Regions from separate parts of the Mus musculus genome. Here regions 1 and 3 are each linked to region 2. A link is a contact called in public Hi-C data. All regions are on one chromosome and are shown on one strand. The core of a region is the stretch at or near the end of the contact, and the rest is flanking DNA. Distances in the headings are between cores, read along the strand shown. Region 1 has its middle 100 kb from the start of Gap43. Region 2 has its middle 77 kb from the start of Gm29960. Region 3 overlaps 4932412D23Rik (RIKEN cDNA 4932412D23 gene).

Evidence for each region. Hi-C and Micro-C count contacts between places; a contact is called where the count stands out from the background.
Region 1: a Hi-C map of the N1E-115 cell line shows a contact between it and region 2, with 6 times the contacts expected there. The contact joins two enhancer-like sites. A contact is called at or near these places in 4 of 484 Hi-C or Micro-C datasets (the N1E-115 cell line, cerebral cortex, cortical neurons and 1 more) and 2 of 115 datasets of contacts at active chromatin or transcription factors (embryonic midbrain and embryonic stem cells).
Region 3: a Hi-C map of the N1E-115 cell line shows a contact between it and region 2, with 11 times the contacts expected there. The contact joins two enhancer-like sites. A contact is called at or near these places in 20 of 484 Hi-C or Micro-C datasets (the N1E-115 cell line, adipose-derived mesenchymal stem cells, cerebral cortex and 4 more), 10 of 115 datasets of contacts at active chromatin or transcription factors (embryonic stem cells, epiblast stem cells, extraembryonic endoderm stem cells and 1 more) and 2 of 9 other capture datasets (embryonic stem cells and embryonic tail).

Annotation. Positions count from the first base shown.
Region 1 is chr16:42,442,760-42,447,352 of GRCm38.p6, forward strand. No RefSeq gene overlaps it. Among named protein-coding and RNA genes, the nearest start is that of Gap43, 100 kb to the left of the region's middle. Within about 2 kb of position 2,517, at least 66 of the 459 cell types and tissues checked have an H3K27ac peak or open chromatin away from gene starts, as enhancers often do. A contact at or near this core is called in the N1E-115 cell line and cortical neurons, where this site is marked.
Region 2 is chr16:42,573,641-42,577,973 of GRCm38.p6, forward strand. No RefSeq gene overlaps it. Among named protein-coding and RNA genes, the nearest start is that of Gm29960, 77 kb to the right of the region's middle. Within about 2 kb of position 2,026, at least 57 of the 459 cell types and tissues checked have an H3K27ac peak or open chromatin away from gene starts, as enhancers often do. A contact at or near this core is called in the N1E-115 cell line, cortical neurons, embryonic stem cells and 1 more, where this site is marked.
Region 3 is chr16:42,780,269-42,784,784 of GRCm38.p6, forward strand. All of the region lies in intron 1 of 4932412D23Rik (RIKEN cDNA 4932412D23 gene), which reads right to left. Among named protein-coding and RNA genes, the nearest start is that of 4932412D23Rik, 93 kb to the right of the region's middle. Within about 2 kb of position 2,118, at least 134 of the 459 cell types and tissues checked have an H3K27ac peak or open chromatin away from gene starts, as enhancers often do. A contact at or near this core is called in the N1E-115 cell line, embryonic stem cells and stem cell-derived motor neurons, where this site is marked.

The DNA.
Region 1 (4,593 bases), core at 1,267-3,766, 130 kb before region 2:
TCATGGCCTAGCGATCACATGCTCTGCTCTCTTTCCCTTTTCCCTTCATCTTTTCTTCACTCCTTCTGCTTTAGTCTCTAACTTCCTTTTGTTTGGTACTTGTGGTCTCCATTAGTTTATATTTTGTCTTCTCTGCTTCCTCTACTAACGCTGTCAATTAGTCACCACTCACCTTATTATTGTAGTCATTTCTAGATGCCATCACGCAATATTGACAGCTAATTAGAAAAAAAATCCCTGGCACATACTATGTAAGAGCATCCAAGTTCACTGAGATGAGTGTGTGCGGGTGCCTATTTGAGATTGGGAAGCCAGAGGGGTTATGCTGTGATTTAGAACCTTGCCAGCGAGCCCTTAAGTAAACTGGAAGTCTGAGGAATCTGCAGACAGCCATATGACTAAGAATGAAAAAAAAAAAAAAAAAAAAAAAAACGATTAAAAGGAGCTGACTTGTGGTATTCTGTGCTTTTATGAGTTTTTTATCCCCAAATCGTTAATATTCAGCTGCATTGCCAAAACTCTTTGGAGATGTTTTTATTATAGGTATGTCCCTTAGCAAACAGGGCTGGAAACAAAACCTTGGTAACTAACATTTTCGTGACACAGAAACCATGACTAATTTGAGCACATATGTCTTTTCTTATTCATCTAGAAATAACTGCTCTCCTCTAATTCCTTTTCCTTTCGATATTTTCCTCCTAAATTCAAGCCAAGAAATAGCCCTTGCCTTCCACGTACCTTAACTTATTCCAAAACTTTCCTCAATTTGTGAGCAAAAACTACAAGGCTAATGCATTCAACTCCGACTGTAAATGACAGGTATTTTTTTTGAAATCGAAAAGCATCTTCAGTTGCATTGTGGGAGTCACCTCTTCATTTCTACACCATCCCTCCTCTAAAGACAAGCTCTGTCGAGCACGAATGGTTCTTTTATTTTAGTGTTGCCTTGTTCCAAGAGATCTGCAAAGTCTTCCATACGTATATACTGCTTCCTCATCTTCAACACATGCTTTACTTTATAAGAATGTTGAAATATAAATGTATATCCTTGTGCTAGAATTATAGGCTGCTGTGGGCCAACCAGTGTGAGTTCTGGGAACTCCAAGGTGCCTATGTAAATTGAGTTGCCTTTATTCTTTATCAATTTAACCTTTCCTTGGAGTTCCCATATCATTAATGACTTCTTTTTTTTGTTTGTTTGGGTTTTTTTTGTTTGGTTGTTTTTTTTTTTTTTTTTTGGTTTTTTGGTTTGTTTGTTTTTGTGTTTGTTTTTGTTTTTTGTTTGTTTGTTTGGTTGGTTTTTCGAAACAGGGTTTCTCTGTGTAGCCCTGACTGTCCTGGAACTCACTCTGTAGACCAGGCTGGCCTCGAATTCAGAAATCTGCCTGCCTCTGCCTCCCAAGTGCTGGGATTAAAAGCCCGGCTCATTAATGACTTCTACCCAGCTCCTCTGCATGCTTATGACTACTGCTGTTCCCATCCAAATATAAGGACCTTGAAGGAAAAACCACCCCTTACTCCTTAGGCACATTCAGACTGCAGCACACCTCAGAAAGTGTTTTTGAACTGACATGGTTTCATTCCCTAAAATTGGCAGACACTGATAACTTGTGATGGCTTTCTTTCTTTTCTTTTATTCAAACCCCGCCCCGCCTCTTGTGTGTGTGTGTGTGTGTGTGTGTGTGTGTGTGTGTGTGCAAGCGTCACATGACTGCAGTTATCTAGGGCAGTAAGCAATGTTCAAGTGATTATAGCAGAAAACCGAGATTCCACCAGCGCCCTGGGAATTGCAGCCAGAGATCATCTGAGCCACATGCTTAATATTTTAAACAAGAGGCATGGTCCTTTCAGAGAGGTCTTCGCTACTGATTCTCTCAAAGGATTTAGTCGCTCAGCTACATTTAACATTCACTGGGTCAGACCTTTATCCAAGATGACGTCATCTGAATCCTCATGCAATTCAATTTTAGCGTGTATTCCGCCAGAGTACCTCCCCCCATCCTGCCCCCTGTCTCTTGGTAGACAGAGACAAGGCAAATAAATAGCAGTTAATCTGAAGCGTGAAGCTTTGGAAAGCCTTTAGCCAAGGTTTGTATTTAGTTACCCTCTGGGGGGGGGAGGTGCGGAAGAAGGAAGGAGAGGGCTCAGCCCCCTCATGGCAGTAGGAACCTTTAAGAATTGACTTGGGGAGAAGAGAAAACTCTCAAGCTGCTTGGGAAGGAGCCACCCACAAGGACAGGGACTTCCAGCTGCCTAAGTAATTCAGTCCCCTACATACTGATATCAGAAAGGAGCCTTTGCAGGGTATTTCTCACATGCGCAATAAGCAGCCCTCACCACCTCCCCCACCCCCAGAGCTTCCGTTTTGATTCATCCTCAAAGTGGAAGGCGCTTGAATAACCTAGCTGAACTTTCCTGTTCCTCTGTTTGAAACCTCGAACACAGGCTGGATCAGCCTCACTATCGGCCTGCCTTACTCCCTTTTCTTAACCCTCCTCCTTCCCAGACTCTCCATCCTTTAAATACAAAAGTCCTGGTTTCCCTCCCTCCTGGAGCAGCCATTGACTTCAAACAGGGTCTCCATGGAAACCAGAAGCAGTTTCCTGCATCCTGGAGCCAGGTTCTCTCTTCTAGGTGAAGCAGGGCCTTAGGGAGCTGCAAGAAAAAAGAGGTCTCCTGATTAACGTGAATCTGATGAGGAGGGGAGAGAATTTAGGCAGAGTGGTATGAGTTAAGATAAAAGGAGCTAAGGGTTCAGATTCTCTCTCAATTTTTATTTCAGTTTAACACCGTTCAGAGGAGACCTTGGAACCAAACAAGAAATCTCAAGGTCCAGGTCTATGGCCCCTAGTCTGTCAGCATCCAACAGAGGTCTGTTAAATATGGAGATTGTTTAGGGATGACTTTACAATGAAGTCCCGACTACACTTCTCATAAAAGCAAAGCATTTTTTAAAAGCATTTAAAACGAACAAGAGAACGAAGTCTTTGCTACCGGCTACTCCATTTTCTTTTCATGTACACTCTGCATCACCCCATGCCGCAGACAGAGCTGTACATGAGAATTTAGTGCATAGCCCCCCACCCCCACCTGACCTGAAGGCATGGAGAAAACTCCTTGTACCTCCAGGACTCTGTTACCCCTTCTCCTGATTGATAGACACCTTCATTCATATCTGGCTCTCTAAGTCCAGAACGGCACCTTGACGCTCTTACTCAAACCCATCTGTCCTGAAGCATGATCCTGTCATGGTCTGCCTCTTCCGGAGGTCTCAAAGCCCTTTTCCAGAGTGAGTTCTGTCATCGACCTGAAGGTTCAGTAGAAGACTACAAACAGACCTCTGCTGGCTTCCCCAGTTTACTGTCAGTAGGTCTTGCATGGCCTTTGCTCTTCAGTCATATTTCTGGGTCCACTGAAACAGTTTGTTCTGGAACTTTGTGTCTTCTCTTCTGAAGTTCCTAGTATGTTGTGCAACTTTAGTTAGATAAAATTGTTTTGCTTTTCTCTATTGATAGAGATGTGAGTTTTCCCCTTGCAGTGGGAAAGATGTCGCTTCCTCCTCCCTTGGAGCCCTCTCCCTTGGCATACTCAAATATATTTTTGTTTGTTTGTTTGTTGGTCTCTGTCACAGCTGCAGCAAATGAACAAAAATGTATTTGCTGAAAACAATATAACTTTACTATGTTACATATCTAGAAGGGCATCAGAGGTTTCACTGGATCAGAACCAAGGCATCTGTGGTGGTTTTAGAGCATGCCGGTGTACTTTGACTCTCCGCCCTCTAGAATCCCTAACCAGCAACAGCATCACTCCAATCTCCGTTGTCCCATCTCCTTTCCTGATCTTATCCTCTTTGCCTTCTTTTAAAGATGTCTGTGTCCACGGTGTACACCTAGGTAGTGCAGATCAGCATCTCCATTTCAAACATCAATTTAATTACACCCACTACATCCCTTTGGGAATTATTCTGCCTACCACATAGTGTTTTTTTCTATCTTAAATATGGTGCCACCTCATCAACCACTTGCCTCTCTTATCACTGAGTCTGTCTTTTCCTTTGATGGACAAGTTTTTCTATGTGTTGTTTACAAGAAGTAGCCCATACTATCTCCATCTCCTCACCAGGCATTTCCTTAGCTCCCCACTAGAATTTATTTCTGTCCTCTTCACAGTGCAAAACTATCACGACAAAGTTCAATATTACCTTCAAATTGCCAATTTCAGATGACATTTACCAGTCAGCTTCTACTTCCTTGCTAGCATCCTTTGACATTTTTGAACACGTCCTTCTGTATAAAACTTTCTTCCTTTGATTCCAAGATATTTCTTTCTCCCCCTCCTTCTTTATCCTCTCTGGATTCTACTCTGTTATCATCTTGTCATCTGCCTCTCTGTCTTACTTACCTTTATATTGCTGTGATGCAACAGTGTGACCAAGGAAATTTATAAAAGAAGCCATTTAATTTGAATGGTTCCAGGGGATTAGAGTCCATGACCATCATAGTGGGAAGCATGGCAGCAGACAGGCAGGTATAGATTTGGGGCAGTAGCTGAGAGCTTAACATCTTGATCCACAAGTAGGAGAGAGAGAGA
Region 2 (4,333 bases), core at 776-3,275:
TTAATCCCACCAGTGCAGAATCAGACCCACCACCACCACCACCACCATGATTTAAAGCCAAATCTGAAGCAAGATGTAGTTAAATACTAACCAGATGGATGGACTCTCTGTTAAGGTACATCTCTAGATCTCCAGAAAATGGCCACAAATTACCTTTGTTTGACCCAACTATACTGGATGTGCTTAATCACATGTGGGCATAATAATTAAAACTTTAATCGTAACTTTGGCTCTCGTGGTATCTTGTCTATCTAGTCTTCCAGGTCCTGAGGATCCCAAGGAAGTCTAAGAACAGAGCAGCTTTAAGAATTAGCTTGTGCCCCTTCTTAGAATTGGGAACAAAACACGCATGGAAGGAGTTACAGAGACAAAGTTTGGAGCTGAGACAAAAGGATGGACCATCTAGAGACTGCCATATCCAGGGATTCATCCCATAATCAGCCTCCAAACGATGACACCATTGCATACACTAGCAAGATTTTGCTGATGGGACCCTGATATAGCTGTCTCTAGTGAGACTACGCCGGGGCCTAGCAAACACGTAAGTGGATGCTCACAGTCAGCTATTGGATGGATCACGGGGCCCCCAATGGAGGAGCTAGAGAAAATACCCAAGGAGCTAAAGGGATCTGCAAACCTATAGGTGGAACAACATTATGAACTAACCAGTACCCCAGAGCTCTTGACTCTAGCTGCATATGTATCAAAAGATGGCCTAGTCGGCCATCAGTGGAAAGAGAGGCCCGTTGGACTTGCAAACTTTATATGCCCCAGTACAGGGGAATGCCAGGGCCAAAAAGTGGGAGTGGGTGGGTAGGGGAGTGGAGGACTTTTGGGATAGCATTGGAAATGTAAATGAGGAAAATACCTAATTTAAAAAAAGAGAGAGAAGAATTAGCTTGTGGCCTAGTGTGGTGGCACAGGACTTTAATCCCTGCACTCGGGAGGCAGAGGCAGGTAGATTTCTGAGTTCAAGGCCAGCCTGGTCTACAAAGTGAGTTCCACAGTGAGCTATACAGAGAAACCCTGTCTCGAAAACCAAAAAAAAAAAAAAAAAAAAAGAATTAGCTTGTCTTGATGCTAGAGATATACCTCAGGGATTAAGAGCACTTACTCTTCTTACAAAAGAGCCAGGTTCAGATCCTAGCAACTGTATGTGGGTCACAACCTTTTGTAACTCCCGTTGCAGATCAGATGCCCTCCCCTGGCATCATTGGGTAGTCTTTGGGGTACCTACAACTTGAGCATAACACTAGGACATGGCAAAGTTAGGGATTTTAAAACCTTTATAATCGCTTAGTCCTAACAGACTTCTATCTCTTAAGACTCCTGGCATCCTTTCCTGTTATTAAAAGTGTAAAGATAAATCAAGATAATAGTTTTAAAAATTCATTCATTTGATTTCATGTGTGTGAGTGCTTGCCTACATGTATGTGTGTATGGGCACTATGTACACCTGAACATGGGGACAGAACTACCTGATAAGCAGAATGGCTAAATTATGTATTCTCTGAAGGATGTCTAAAGTTATCTATATGCACCTTGACCCTGCTATTGCAGCCTGACTAGCTGTTGCTAAGGAGTGTGGGTTGCCATAGGTTGGTTGCTCAGGAGAACTCTGATTTTCTTCCTGGAATTGGAGTTTAGCCTCTGGTCTCACACAAAATGGAGTTTCTTCAAAAAACGGAGTTGACTGGGCTTTACACTATAAGAATTCTCAGGTTTCTTCTTAGGTTTTAAGCCTAATGCACTGAAACCTTCAAAGAGTCCTTCAGCTCGCAGACTTGGGGAGCCAGAGAAATCTGGAGAAACAGGTTCCTAAGTCCCACACATTGTCTCAACTCTTGCAAATAAGGACCTTCAAGACCCGTTGGTCCTTCACTAAGTGCAATGGGATGGAGCAGCTGGTGGCTCACCACATGTCTTATTAAACTAGGAGTTAATCTGATCAGAGCCTCAGCCTAGCTGTGGCTGGCTATATTTCCTTGGGGTTTTTTCTGTCCCTGAGGGGGAGGGGAGTGAAGATGCAGATGAGGAATTGAAGTGCTCTCACTGAGGCATGCCCAGATTTGCAATTCAATGGCATGGGGGAGGGGGGGCGACTCAGCTGAAGCTAAATGCCGCAGGGTCATTGGGGTTCTTTTTAGCAGCGGGGACTGTTTAAAGGGATGAGGGGTCAGGGATCTAGGGCACGGCAAGAAGCATCAAATGTATTCTCTGTCACTATGGAGAGAGGGGGGCCTTCTGGGAAAAGCAGACGATTGCATCACCGATTTGATTAGCAGAATGGCGAAGGAAGGGTGGGGTAATCCTATGCACTGTGACGATTTTTTTTTCTTCAAACACCTCCACCTTTCACTGTTGTTGCTATTGTTGCTTTTATTAAACAGGATATCAAATCCAAGTCAGCAAAAAACTGAGTAATCAGAAAAAATGTCATCAGCCTTGCTATTTTGATTTTTGTGATGTTTCTAGGAATGTGCTTTATCTGAAGCATCCTTTATTCCTCGGATGGTGGAAGGGACTTAGCAGTGGGTCCTGAAGGTGAATATTGTAACACAGATGAGCTTTAAACTATGGCAGAGGCCAGGCGCCTTAGGAGAACATACCAACATTAGAAATGAGAAAACCAGAAAGGAGGTGAGAAAGAAGTAGCAGAGAATTATCAAGAAGCCTACTATTAAGGAAAGAAACAATTTAGGGAAAATTTACATTCGATTTATTGTTTGATAAAGAATTGAAGGGTGCCACTTGATTATTTGATTAAGCTGAAGACATAGAGACTTTTCCTTTTACACTAGATCAAATGGTATATCTGATCAGAGTGAGAACAGCTTGTGTTAAAAGCTTTCTCTTCATCTTGTCAGGTACACTAGAAGTATACCTGCCAGTGGAAGCACATAGCATAAACTATGGTAATGCCATTTGACTGAGGCAGCATACAATACCTGACTAGCCACAACATCTATGTAAGTGCTGCAAAGAAGATGTAATGAACTTAAGTATGCCTAATATTTGAGTAGCCTTTCATATTCTTCAAAATTCCTCCACAGACTTTAGAAGACTTGCCATAGCAAATGTGTATGTGTGTGTGTATAAATGTATATATGTATGTAAATATATATGTGTGTATATATATGCATATATATCATATATATATGATAGTACTATTATATCTGTCTTTTCCCACTTTATCTGTCACATTAATGAGTAGGAAAAGTTAAATAAATAAACTTAGGACTCATATTTATTAATTAGTTCTACAGTATTGGTTTCCCTTGTAAGAGCAATCTGAAAGTTCTACTGAAGATTTGTGCTTTAGGTTTCCAAATCAGATTCTATGCATAATGGAGAGTTTGTCCACCATGACAACTCAACCTGAGAATTAAAGACTCTCAGGACATCTGCCTCCTGTCACCATGGATCTGTTCAGACAGATCACTGCAATTAAATACACTCATGCAAGCTAAAGAGGACCATTACTGTTCCAGTCTGAGAGTCACAATGCAGCTACAGGGTAATCTACAGCATGTTGAATTGGTCAAAACAGAACACATTCTACAATCAACTGACAGATTCTGATGAGAGGACAGTGAGCAACAAAGAGGGGAAGCAAAGCTGTCCTCGAGATATTTCAATTTCATGTACTCCCAAATTGAACAGATTTCCAGAAAAACCAATTTAAAGGATCATCTGCCTGTGAACCATTCAGAATGACTCCTGTTACTTTTAGTGAGATTGTGAAAATCTTCTGTAAGGCAACATACTTTAGCTCCTTAGTGTACAAACATACACAAAAAAGTACTTAATAAAACCCTAACTAGATGCTAAGTATTTTGAATCCTGCCTTTATCTACAGAGAACACTTATGAGAGCAGTTTACCTTTAATAGTAGAGATCATAGTATTTTAATGTTTGAAGATTATATATAATTCTGTAATTAGAAAATAACAAAAAAAAAAAAGAAAAGAAAAGAACATCAATCAACTAAAGAAAGAGTACAGCTATTGTGATGGTTTGTATATGCTCAACCCAGGGAGTGGCACTATTAGGAGATGTGGCCCTGTTGAAGTAGGTGTGTCACTATAGGTATGGGCTATAAGACCCTCAGCCTCGATGCCTGGAAGCCAGTATTTTGCTAGCAGCTTTCAGATGAAGATGTAGAACTCTCAGCTCCTCCTGCGCCATTCCTGCCTGGATGCTGCCATGTTCTCTCCTTGATGATAATGGACTCAACCTCTGAACCTATAAGCCAGCCCCAATTAAATGTTGTCCTTATAAGAGTTGCCTTGGTCATGGTGTCTGTCACAGCAGTAAAACCCTAATGAAGACA
Region 3 (4,516 bases), core at 868-3,367, 210 kb after region 2:
TCAGGGTCCCACTCCCTAAAATTCCCTATCTCCCATTCTTATCACTCTTGCAATGATCTACTGGTCTAAGTTTATTATGTTTCCTGAGAACCTAGGAAAACACATTGTAAATAACTAGGAAGAAAACTAATTCCACATATATCTTATAATATGCATAGGCCAAAGTTTTCCTCATTGTGAAATAAGGCAGTTAGATTAAATGACCTCCAAGACCTTGTCCAGGGAGGGTTGCCCAGCTGTACCAGCTCGCCTGATATTGTCCTCATTTTACAACCACAGTGTTTACATCCTGGAGAGATTTTTCAGACCTTACCATCCCAAGATAGGATGGTTTATATTAAATTTCAAATTCTGGGACAAATGGCTGAAGTGCCTATTTAACATATCAAAGCAAATGTGGCATCCATGTTCTCCCAGCGTTCTTCAGCCCCTACCTGCTACAAGTTCTTCCTCGTTTGCATCTCTGCCCCCTACCCTGAACTCTCTAGCCCAGGGGGCTGGATTGCTCCCCCCTATATGATCCAGCCATTTTGGTTACCCACACTTTTTGTATCTTTGCCCTATAGGTTGCTGCAACTGGTTCCCTCTCTCTCCTCTCCCTTCTCCTCCCTCCCATACTCCGATGGCTCAGGGTCATGTCCACTCGGGATTCTCCCAGATGTCTCTGAGTCTGGCTAAGCTCCCCCTTTCATCTACAATGACATCCCTCCTCCCCCATATCGAGGAGCAGTTCTGTCTTTTCCTTTTTATTTCTTTTTTTTTTTTTTTTTTCTAAAAAGGAAAGTCTAAAGCATCACTTGATGAACACATTTGAAATCACTGTTTGGTTTAAGTAGAAGTGGTTTCCAAACCCTGATGCTTAATTTCAAAAGAAATGAAAATATTTTTTGTCTTATTTCTCAAATGAGCTTGAAATTTTATATATTGTAGCGTTTACGTGACTAGTGCTGAAAGAGTTAAAAGTCGGAGGTTTTTTTTTTATCGCCCTCTGTGAAGTCCCTGGATAGGATCTACTTCTGACCTCAGCTGTGGCATGTGACAAGTGCTTTGTAGCTTCACATCACAGCTGCATGAGGTCACTGGCAATCCTTTCAGGAGCTGATCCCGCAGCCTCATTTCCTTGACAGAGTAAAGCATTTTACTAGATCTAAGATTAGGCGTATTTGTAACTGGTACGCAAATTATCAGTTATTATTTGGTATTCACGTTACTGCCATGGTTTCTGTGATTCATCCAATGCAGTCTGTGTAAAAAGCAATGACCTCATTCTTTGCTGGATCTAAAATCAGTCATGGTCACTAAAGCCCCTTGTTCTACACAAAAGAAAGAAATCAGATGACCTTTGCTCTGACCCTTGACTTGATATTTACAAAAGCTAATTATGGGGAGGGCCAACTCTCTTTTATCATTCAAGGACATTTGGCTAAGGTCTACTCCTTAAATAAAAAACAAAATGTCATTCAGAGGGCTATTTAAGGCTGTATACAGTATAAGGAAATCTACTCTGATGTTAATTTGGCGTTTTTGGCCATCAACATTGATTTTCTCAAAGTCAATCACGTAAAACATGGGAGGGGTTATATGTCTCTCATTAAAATCAAAGTGGCTCACTAACAAAAGGGAGTTGGTTATCTGGAGGTCTGGCAGTTGGAGGTCAGAGAGACACGTGGTCTGATAGCTTCAGCTAAACCTCTCTCAGTTTTCACTACCACGCCCCTGCCCCTGCTTCTGCTGGAAAAGAACTACCAGGCACTATGCATTGCTTTAACTCTAAGGGCTCTAAGGGTTACTTGGTTGATAAGGAGACCACCCCTAAAACAGAAGGCAGCCACTAATCCCCAGTGGGATTATTTAGTTACCTTTATTATAATAACAATGCTTACAAATACAGGTTTAAGGTAAACAAACATTCAGAAGAAAGAAAAAGAAAGAAAGCATCAGATAGTTAGAACAATGGGAGACACACAGTCCTTTTTTTCCCGGGGCTTCCCCTTGGCTGGCCTTTTCTTTGGGGAAAAGTAGAAGTCTGAATTCTTTTGTTCATTTCAGCCACCGCCCTTTTGCAATCTGAGTCTGAGCAAGGCTGCCACGCCCAGGAAAGGGACAAAGGCAGAGAAAGGGGATCTCTGGGCACTGACACAGCTCCACTTACTTAAACAGGACTCATTTGTTGGTCTCAGTAACATAGCTGTACACATCAGTTACCATCTCTATAAACAAACAATTAAAACAGGGGCATAAAATATATGCATGCTCTGAAATTCTATCTGATTAAAGTATTCTTTTCCTAGAAAGACAGGCAGCCAGAGTTCTACTCGTTTCAGAAAAAGGATGAATGCTGCCCCCTCTTGACTAAGTGCTGGATACGCTGAACAGCCATAAACTCTAATGGCTAGCCAGTGGGAATAAAGATCCTACTTTTGTACAGAGAATTTTAATGAAATCTTAGAAGCTGGAAGGTTAGAGGAAGCTCAAAGTTTATCTCAATGGGACTTTTATAGGTTTCTGGGAGATGGGTCATGCTTTATCGATGCGCCTGCATCTTCTCAGCTGTTTCTGTTTTGTAGATTCTTAATTTTGCCTGGAATAATCATTTGAGTTTAGTGCTCTGTTTCCCCGATAAGACTGATAGACTCCTTGAGAATATGAGCCACTGCCACCCCTCCTCCTCCTCCTCCTCCTCCTCCTCCTCCTCCTTTACTTGCCTTCATAACTATCAGAATACCTTCAAAGATTCATGCATAGTGGGTATTCAACAATACATAAGCAATCTCTAGCTGGCGTCACTATAGTTTATGGCTATGAACAATTGGTTCTCTCTGAACTCATAAATTCAGCTTGGGTTTCAAGTCAAGAAATTTTGTTTTGTTTTGTTTTATGTTTTGTTTTGTTTTTGTTTTTTGTTTTGGTTCTCGAGACAGGGTTTCTCTGTGTAGCCTTGGCTGTCCTGGAACTCACTTTGTAGACCAGGCTGGGATTAATGAGATGAGATTAACTCAGAAATCTGCCTGCCGCTGCCTCCCAAGTGCTGGGATTAAAGGCGTGAGCCAATGTCAAGAAATTCAAATAAGTGCTGTCATTCCTTAATCTTAGAATCATTTAAACTTGGAAGCATACTCGGTTTGCTTATAGGCACCAAGCACTAAAATACATGTTATAGACAAAAAAATACTTTTAAAAATAAAAATTAGGCCAGGCGTGGTGGCGCACGCCTTTAATCCCAGCACTCAGGAGGCAGAGGCAGGCGGATTTCTGAGTTCGAGGCCAGCCTGGTCTACAAAGTGAGCTCCAGGACAGCCAGGGCTATACAGAGAAACCCTGTCTTGAAAAACCAAAATAAATAAATAAAATAAATAAATAAATAAATAAATAAATAAAAATTAAAAAGTACAGGAAAAAAAAACCCTAGTCATGTTACACACAGGTGTAATGTTGAATGTAAGAAAACTGACTTAAGACAAAAAACAAACCACACACACACACACACACACACACACACACACACACACACACACCTGCATGCTGCATGCTCCCTTGCTCTAGAGCCTCCAAACAGTGAAGTAACACACACACAGTGCTAGGAGCCTCTTTGGAAGAGCACTGGCTAGAAGGGAGCACACAAATTGCTTCTAGAATGTTACTAACATTTTTGATATTATTACTATTGAATCAGAGGCACAGCCGCATCCACTATGAGGCATCTCATTAAGCTCTATGCTTATGATATGTGCACTTGTGTACATTATGCTTCATTAAAAACACTTACATGATATTTTTCTCAGACCCCAAGAAACAGATTTGCATATTAGCTAAGACACATTCTCTCCATTGTAGGTACCTCTGCTTTAATTAATGAAGCTAATCAAACTCTCTTAGCTATCGATCAGACAGCAAGACATCTTCAATATGTGGAAATTTTCTAGCAGGATATCTGTACATCGGTTTCCAGTTTCTATGGCAACTACCAGGCAACTACTCTCCTTGAAAAAGAACATGTTCTTCTTCCTGCCCCTCTCAGGCCGCTGATATATTAACACTCAAACAATAAAGTTATTTCATGCATGCAAGCCTGCTTTGTGGAGTAAGGTGGGTACTTTCACAGTAAAATTCCAATTTTTAGATCTTCATCTGCAAAAATGGCCACATGTCCACGAATTTGAGACAGCCCAACAGGAGGTATATGGGAGAGTTTGGATGAGAAAAGGGAAGGGGGAAATGATGCAATTATCTTATAATCTCCATAAATAAAAGACATACTGTTTTTTTGAAAGGTTTTGTGAGGAGAATTTATTACATTAAAATGTGAAGCAAACAAGGCCTGGCAAACTGATCCCAAGAAATTTCAATTACTGGGGAAATGTCTTTGCTGATCCAAGTCAGGAGACCCATGTCCTAGGCAGTCTTTAAGGTGAAACTTGAAGTATGCTACCTAATTTCTTTTTGCCTTAGTTACTCCAACTGTGAAATGATCCTATGACTTTGAAGTCACAAAGGCTCGAATTTAGAAGTGAGTAAT